Linked DNA regions of Ovis aries: region 1 is linked to region 2. A link is a contact called in public Hi-C data. All regions are on one chromosome and are shown on one strand. The core of a region is the stretch at or near the end of the contact, and the rest is flanking DNA. Distances in the headings are between cores, read along the strand shown.

Region 1 (4,059 bases), core at 681-3,180, 81 kb before region 2:
ATGGTATCTGAGAAAAGTCTGATAAAAGTGAGTATATAAGCCATATGAAATGCAGAGGAAAGTTTTTTTTTTTATTAGAGTATAGTTGCTGTACAATGTTCTGTTAGTTTCTTCTGTACAGCAAAGTGAGTCAGCCACACGCATACATACAATCCCCTCTTCCTTGGATTTCCTTTCCATTAAGGTCACCACAGAGCATTGAGTCGAGTTCCCTGTGCTATACAGTAGGTTCTCACTGGTTATCCATTTTATACACTATTATGTATATAACAGTCTCTCAGTCCATCCCACCCACCCCCTTGGTAGCCAGATGTCTGTTTTCTACGTCCAGAAGGTGATACTTGCGCAGGTTAAGTCCTTGCCTTCTGGCACAGGGAGTTTTATGGAAAGCCCACCATGAGACAGACAAAACAACATAACGTCACAAGTAGACAAGACGTGCACAAGGGGATTGTGTCCCTTGTCCATCATGAACACCTAATGTAGCAAATGAAAGGCAAAGAGCTAGTTACAGAAGTGAATGAAAAGGAAATTAAGCTATTAGAATATACTGAATTCATGCTGGAAACCACCACTACTGCGTAAGGATGATTTTGGTCATCCTCACTTTGTAATTCTCCCAGGATAAGAGTGTGTCTCCAGTGAACAGACAATGACTCACTGGTTAAATTCTGGTGCGGATCAGTTTACGAGAGCAGAGTTTATCCCCCTCCCCCTCCCCCAGGTGATGTTGGACTTGCCTTATAGTGAAATATTAGCTGGCAGGACACAGAGGCGCAAGTGTGTTTGTCTGTTCTGACTTGGCCTCCTGAACTGGCCACCCTATGCCAGGAGAGGAGCCTGCCTCAAGTAGATGTTGTCCTTTCATCCTGGGTCCAGATATTCCATCAAGTGGAGCAGACCTGCCTTAGACCCTGAGGCTGGAGTCCAGCCTAGCTCAGCCAGCCCAGATGAGCCCACCTGGGATCAGACCAAGGCTGACCTGCAGACCTATGAACAAGAAAAATAAATGTATGTTGGTTCTACACACATTTGAGGTGGTTTGGTGGTGGTGGTGTAGTTGCCAAGTTGTGTCTGACTCTTGCGACCTCATGGACTGTAACCTGCCAGGCTCCTCTGTCCATGGGATTTACCAGGCAAGAATACTGGAGTGGGTTATCATTTCCTTCTCCAGGGGATCTTCCCCACCCAGGGATCAAACTGACGTCTCCGGAACTGCAAATGAATTTTTACCGCTGAACCACCAAGGAAGCCCACAGCATAGCAAAACCCAAGTAGGCCAAAAGCAAAGCGGGTTTGGTTTTGTTTTTGTATCAAGTTAAAAATCAACCCTGGAACTTCTCTGTCGATCCAAGGAAGACTTCGCCTCCCAATGCAGTGGTGTGCAGGTTCGATCCCTGGTAGGGGAGCTAAGATCCCAACATGCTTTGCCTAGCTGAAAAGGCAAAATACAAAACAGAAGCAATGTTGTAACAGATTCAACAAAGAATTTGAAACCAACCAACTCTTCGTTTTCCTTTTGTGGATCATCCACAGAAGGCAAATAATAAGGCCACGGCTGACCTCCTCCTAGCCCCCAGCACATTTCTAGGGCATCTCCCAGCATGCGAGTTGCATAATGTGAAAGCGCGGCAGCCTCATTCTCACATTAGCCTCAGAGAAAGTAAATTAGGACTGTTACCCTGCTCCTGCATCCCTCCCCCACTTAAGTCGCGGTGATGCTCAAACTAAACCAGAAAATCCAGCCCTTTGTTATCAGAAGGCACAGGCCTCTGCCTCTCCTTTCAGAAACGAGGGTGTGTGTGGCGGGGGTGGGGGGGGGGGGTGGTGTGTGGGGGGTGGTGTTTTCAAGGGTCTCCAGCGTTGGAGATCCTGTCCCCAACAGCTCTTAGCCATAATTTTCCGAGTTCATGATGCCTGCGTCCTTTTATGAAAGGAATGTTCCCAGGAGGAAGCCAGCAGGGTCAACGCCACAACGTCCTACGGCCTGGATTACACAGACCTCGTTTTCCTTCACCTGAAGTTACGGAGAAGTTTCTTTCCGGTCTTTTTTTAGGCCTCTCTGTGTTTTCCCTCCCCTGCCCGCGTCTCCCTTGCTCGCTCGGCTTTTCTTCGGTTTCTTCCCCAGCGCCCGAGGACCTCGTCACCGCAGCTCAGAACCTCCGCGCCATTTCGGACGCTGTCCTCCAGGTGGCAGTAGAGAGCCGCTCACTGCCCAGCAGCTTACGTCACCTTGTTTACTCGGCTCCCGGTCATTTTTAGATCTAAGATCACAGGACGTTAATTGGGCCAATGATTTCCCATTCGTTTTGGCAAAAGGCCCTTCTTGTGGGCGTAGGGACAAGGATGATGTCCTTCTTGACAGTGAGATTTTTGCTGCGGGGAGTATTTATTTGTAAACACTCGGCACTTCATCTTTAGAACATAGGAAAGCAGCGCAGCACGTGGGTCTGTGCTATGGGCTTGTTTCTGGGTCACTGTAGTTTTGGAGCCGAACAAGGGTGATGTTAACTAGGGACAGAGTCGAGGCATCGCCAGAGCCAGCTGAGAGCCCTCAGAGTCTGCCTTTTTACTTCCCTTTCCTCCTTATAAAATAACTCAGCAGGAAAGCATTTGGACTTTGGAACTTGGAGAAATAAGGAAAACGGCTGATTTGGGCAGTCTGGATCCTGATACATAGTGGGGAGACGCCTTGAAGCTCAGGGAGGGGTTGGGAGGGTCCTACTCCAGTGGCCCTCACCCTGAAATTGCATCTGAATGTCTCATCGTTATAAATCACACATTTCACAGCCTGAAATTTTTCATCCCATAAAAAGCACCATTTATTATTCCTTGTTTATGATTCTGCTACCCAGGTACTGGTCAGGAAGGGTGAAGAACAGGGGAGCTGAATGGCCTAGCTCACTCTCCTGTCCGAGTTCTGTGCAGGTTTTGCTTCAGAAGCCCTAGGATTTCTGCTCTTTTGTTACCAGCTTTGGTGGGTAGAGGATGGAAGGAGCTGAGAGTTTGTGACTGTTTAAGAAGTAAAATAAACAGAATTCCTTAATCCCTTACAAGAGGAGGGTGGACACATTTTATGCTAAGGGAAAGAAAGCAAATCTATAGATTAATGTTAAAAATAAATGAGCCTCCAAATTTAAGTGTCTTTTTTTCCCAGTCCACCTCCCATCTGACCCTTTTACATGCTCCTGCTGCGGCTACATAAGAACCAGCTGCCAGAGAGGGCAAAGTCCCTCTCCCTCAAGCAATGTGCAATCCAGCAGAGTAATCACGCTGGCCTGGAGAAATAGATGGCTTTCATGAAGGCAGGAAGGGAAGGAAAATACACTTCGATTCCAGTCAATGACCGTTTCTTGAGCTGTGTCAACAACTCAGGCAACATAGGTTATAAAGACGTGAAAAGATATGGTTCCTGCCACTGTAGAAAACTTTTGTCTAGTAAAGTTTACAGTCATCGGGAGTTTTTGTTTGTTTCTTTCTTTTTGAAAGCACATAATGAAAGAAGGGTTGAAAGAGACTGAACAACAGAAAGGGAGAATGCCAGGTAAATGACTTGGAAAAGCATTCCTCCACTTTGGCATCTCCTTAAGAGTGGTGCTTCCCTCGTGGCTCAGACAGTAAAGAATCTGCCTGCAATGCAGGAGATTTGCGTTCTATCCCTAGTTTGGGAAGATCCCTTGGAGAAGGGAATGACCAGCCACTCCAGTATCCTTGCCCAGAGAATTCCATGGACAGAGGAACCTGCAGTCCATGGAATTGCAAAGAGTCAGACCTGACTTACCAACTGAACAACAACAACAACATCTTGAGGATACTAATGCATAGAGAGATAAAGTACTGAGTTGGCCAAAAAGGTCATTTGGGTTTTTCCATTAGATGGTACAGGAAAACCCAAAAGAACTTTTTGGCCAATGCAACAATTTGCCCAGAGTCATGAAGTCAGTCAGCTGGCCCTTGAACCCAGGCAGCATTACTCCAGATCCATTTTCTCTACCATCTCCCTAGTGTGCTAGAAACTTGTTTGCCCTTTTAGGTCACCTTCCACCGTTCTCCACCCTG
Region 2 (4,025 bases), core at 205-2,704:
AAATAAAAATAACCCCTAACAGCACAGAGGGAGAAGGCGACGGCACCCCACTCCAGTACTCTTGCCTGAAAAATCCCATGGACGGAAGAGCCAAGTAGGCTGCAGTCCATGGGGTCGCTAAGAGTCGGACACGACTGAGCGATTTCACTTTTACGCATTGTAGAAGGAAATGGCAACCCCACTCCAGTGTTCTTGCCTGGAGAATCCCAGGGACGCGGGAGCCTGGTGGGCTGCCGTCAATGGGGTCGCACAGAGTCGTACACGACTGAAGCGACTTAGCACCAGCAGCAGCAACAGCACAGAATCCTTCCGAAGGAATCACCTGTCTTATTTTCTTACATCGCTTTTTGGCCTCTCCACACACCCCAATTTCCCGCTCTCTAACTCCTTTTCTTCCCTTACGGGGACAGGTCAGGCAGGTAGTCCAGTGCAGCTGCTCTGATTGGTCGGCGATGATTTCATTGTTAGGGAACATCCGGGCCTTTCTCCTCCCCGCACCACCTCCCCCAGAGCCCTGCCTTCTGAGTTTCCCTCTCCCGCGTGCGCCCCACCCGCTGGCTAAAGCAAAACAACCGCCTCTCCTTGGATCGCTTCTTGCCCTCGCCTGCGCCATCCTTCTCGTCTCTACGTCTAAGAGAGGCGTTTATATCTTCCAATGAGGGCCTAGTAGGACTTTGTTTGCCAATCAGCAGCGAACCCCCTGCAATTCCGGGTGGGACTAGGCCTCCACACCTATAATTGGACAGCCCATTGGCTCCTTTATGGCGTTTGGTTTTACGCAAGGCTTAGAGGTCAAAAATAAAGGGGCACGGTCTTCACAGAACGAAAAGGCTCCTCACAGACTCTCTAGGTTTGACCGTTTTGGAGGACTAGCCAATCGCTTTTCGAATACTTCCCCGCCTTTTGCGCGTTTATTTAAAAAAAGCCGGTGTGACGGACTTGGAAATTGGTTCCGTGACAGACATGTAAAGAAAGCCAATGATTGAAAGTTCGGGCCACCATTTGGACCAATAACAAAAGAGAATCGCTAGGGTCTGGGCTCTGAGAGGCAGAGCGCAGGTGGGCGTTACTTGATTGACGACGGTCTCTACTTATGTCTGTTAGGGTGGGTTGGTCCCTGATATCTGCGCGGCATAGCAGAGGCGGGGCTGAATGAAGTAAAGGGTAATGATGGGTTGGGTCTCACTCAGTGGGCGGTGTTTGATGGATAGCTGACCTTGCCAATTGAAAATGGTCACTTGTGTCCAATGGGAAACTAAGAGCCCAAGGGCGGGGCCTTGTGGGCGGGGAAAACTAAGGACGGAGCTACTGGGGCTGCCGGACTGGGAGGGCGGTGATTGACGGGCCGGCCAACCAACCGGCTTCAGTGAGAGGCCGCGTGGCGTCCCAATGGGTGGGAATGGGGGCGGGGCTCTCCGAGGGGCGGGGAAGGACAGGGTGCGGGGAGGGCGTTGCAGAAGGAGCGGAGCGGCTGCTGCTCAATGGCGGAAAAGCCGCCGGTGCTCTGACCGCCTCGTCCCCCTAGCAGTTGCGGGGGAGTTTCCTGCCGGCGCGGCTGGAGTCTCTGTTTCTCAGGGTTAGGTGGCTGGAAGATGCTCCAGAGAGACGAGGCTGCGGCGGAGGAGGTGGCGGCGGCCGAATCGGCAGCGGCGCTAGGGTGGAAAGAAGGCGGCAGCGGCGGCGGCGGCGGCGTGCGGGGCCCGAGGGTGTAAACAGCCCCGGAGGCGGCGGAGGCGGTGGCCAAGACCCCGAGCGGGAAGCGGCGGCTGAGGCAGGGTCGCGCCTCCGTTGGAAGCCTGGGCTGAGTGCAGCAGGGGGGCTCTGCGGCGGTCGCGAGCGGACGCCCTAGACCTCGCCTCCCTCCCTCGCCCCAGGTAAGGCCGCTGGGCGACCCGGCGAAGGGGAAGCGGCTCGCGGGCACCGCGGAGGCCCCGGACCGTTTTCGGGGTGCCGCCGAGCCTCGGCTGGGATCTCTGCCCTCTAATCCTCGCCTCTTTTCTTGGGCCGCGGAGCCCGGAGGAGCGGTACGCCGGGCCTGGCTCCTGGCTAGGCCCCTTCCCCGCCGCCTCCGCGCTCGGCCGAGGTTGGGAGAGGCTCGGGGCCGGGAATTTTAGTTTGCTTCAACGTCTGAAAGTAAACTGCTTGTTCTTGTTCTCTGCGAGCATCTCTATCATCTGAAAGCACTGGGGCTACTCCAGGCCTTAACTCGTTCCGTCCTGGTGCATGCCTATATGAAAACACTACCTTTTCCCATTTGTTTCCTTATTAGCTTCTGCCCTCTGCGCTCCACTTCACTTCCTTGTTAAATCTTCTTTCTCGCTCTTCTATTTCTGCGTCTCATCACCTTCTTTTTCCTTAGTGACTTTAAATCGTTTCTCTTTCTCTTCTCAGCCGACTCCGGGCTTCCTTCCTTGCCCTTCCGAGCAGTCCTTTTCGGATGTCTGTCTTTTTACAGTGAAGCTACTATCGTCAGTATTCCAAATCCACCAGAGGCCCATTAAGAATAGACTCACCAGTTTGAAGCGGCAGATCAGTTTTTTGATTAACTGAGCCTGTCCGTTTTAAAAAATTGTGTTATTAAATGCAGAGTGTGGAAATAGCCCTGAAGTTATTTTAAAAATGAAGAGCTCAGTGAGTGTTGTAAGAGTTATTTCATTTTTCAAGTTGCATGACCTCCAATGTCAGATTGACTAGCTCTAGAACATTTGCCCATTTTAAGCGTTTAATAGCGACCCACATTCATCAGTATTCAAGTTGGCTTAAAAACAACTTGGAAACTTTAGAAAGAAGACATAACAACAACTAGGAAGCTGTTTTGATGAAGGCACTGCTAACTACCTTTTAAAACAGGCTCCACATGTTTAATGTATCAAAATAAAGTTGGCGGGAGTCTTGTAAAAAGGATTATTTAGGAATTTGAGTAGTCTCAGTGTTATGTAGCTATTTTAGGAGAAACATTCTTTTTCGGTTAACAATCGTTTACAACTCCTGTGATGTGAGAATTACCGAGGTTTATTGCGGGATTAACACAGGAACTCATTTTATTTGCGCTACTGCGTGGATGCAGAAGTGGTAAATTGTTCAGGGTAGATAGTGCAAGCCAGTATGTTCCAGTGGATGGAAAAGTATGCCACCAACACTGAATGCTAATAGACATTATTTCATTTACTTTTTCTGTTGTGCAATAGCAAAGTTATTATTGTTGGCCTACTTTTAAATAGTGCATTTCTAAATAAATAGTGAGGCAGGTTATTCTAATTATTATTATAGTATTTTCCAAGTGTACAGCCTTTTAAAAATATAGCTAAAATTACACTATTGAATAATGGTAATTTATTAAAGGAATAATTTTGTAGGCTTCTTGAACAGACAGTGGTTTCAATAACACTTTTATTTAGTATTTGAACAGATTTTGTTAGTCAACAGATTTTCAGGGATAATCCTGATTTTTACTGTGCTGCTTTCTCTCAGTTGCTTCTTTGTCTATTTTTTTTTAATGGTCGTTTGTGTTTTCTCATCATTTATTTTTGCTCTCATAAAGTCTTACCACAGTTTCTGCAGTGTTTCTTTATGTTGCATTGTCAATATGGAATAGTATTTTTATTATATCTTTCATAACCATTAAGTTTTCCCCAGTTTCTTCGACATTATCCTTTAGATTTATGTTGTGATTCTTCTCTTAGATGTGACCAACAGAGCTTTAAACACCTGTTTTCTTATAGTGGGTGTCTGATTTTCTGTAAAGACTTGAGGAATAAGTGAAAGCCTTTTCAGTTTGTCTGCTAGGTCAGTAAATACTATTTTATGTTAGTAATTCACATGTAATTATCAAACCCCTTAAGAATACATCATTTGAAGAAGTGGGATAGTCTCTAAAATAAGAACACCTCGTTCACAATTTGACAAGGTCAGAAAAAGTGGCTCTCATTGACAGTTTATTTTCTTACATAATTTTCTTATGGAGTCCTTTGAATTAAAATGTGTGGATAGACTTTCGCTTGGCATTTGTGGAAGAGTAGCATTTG

Evidence for each region. A called contact is a pair of places that touch in the nucleus more often than the background predicts.
Region 1: a Hi-C map of hypothalamus shows a contact between it and region 2, with 3 times the contacts expected there. The contact joins the enhancer-like site here to the promoter of PPM1B in region 2. A contact is called at or near these places in 2 of 16 Hi-C or Micro-C datasets (hypothalamus and liver).

The regions. Positions count from the first base shown.
Region 1 is chr3:80,232,397-80,236,455 of ARS-UI_Ramb_v3.0, reverse strand. No RefSeq gene overlaps it. Among named protein-coding and RNA genes, the nearest start is that of LRPPRC, 71 kb to the left of the region's middle. Within about 2 kb of position 1,930, at least 31 of the 54 cell types and tissues checked have an H3K27ac peak or open chromatin away from gene starts, as enhancers often do. A contact at or near this core is called in hypothalamus and liver, where this site is marked.
Region 2 is chr3:80,151,142-80,155,166 of ARS-UI_Ramb_v3.0, reverse strand. PPM1B (protein phosphatase, Mg2+/Mn2+ dependent 1B) reads left to right here and starts at 1,454. Exons shown (of 5, transcript XM_042246234.2): 1 at 1,454-1,874.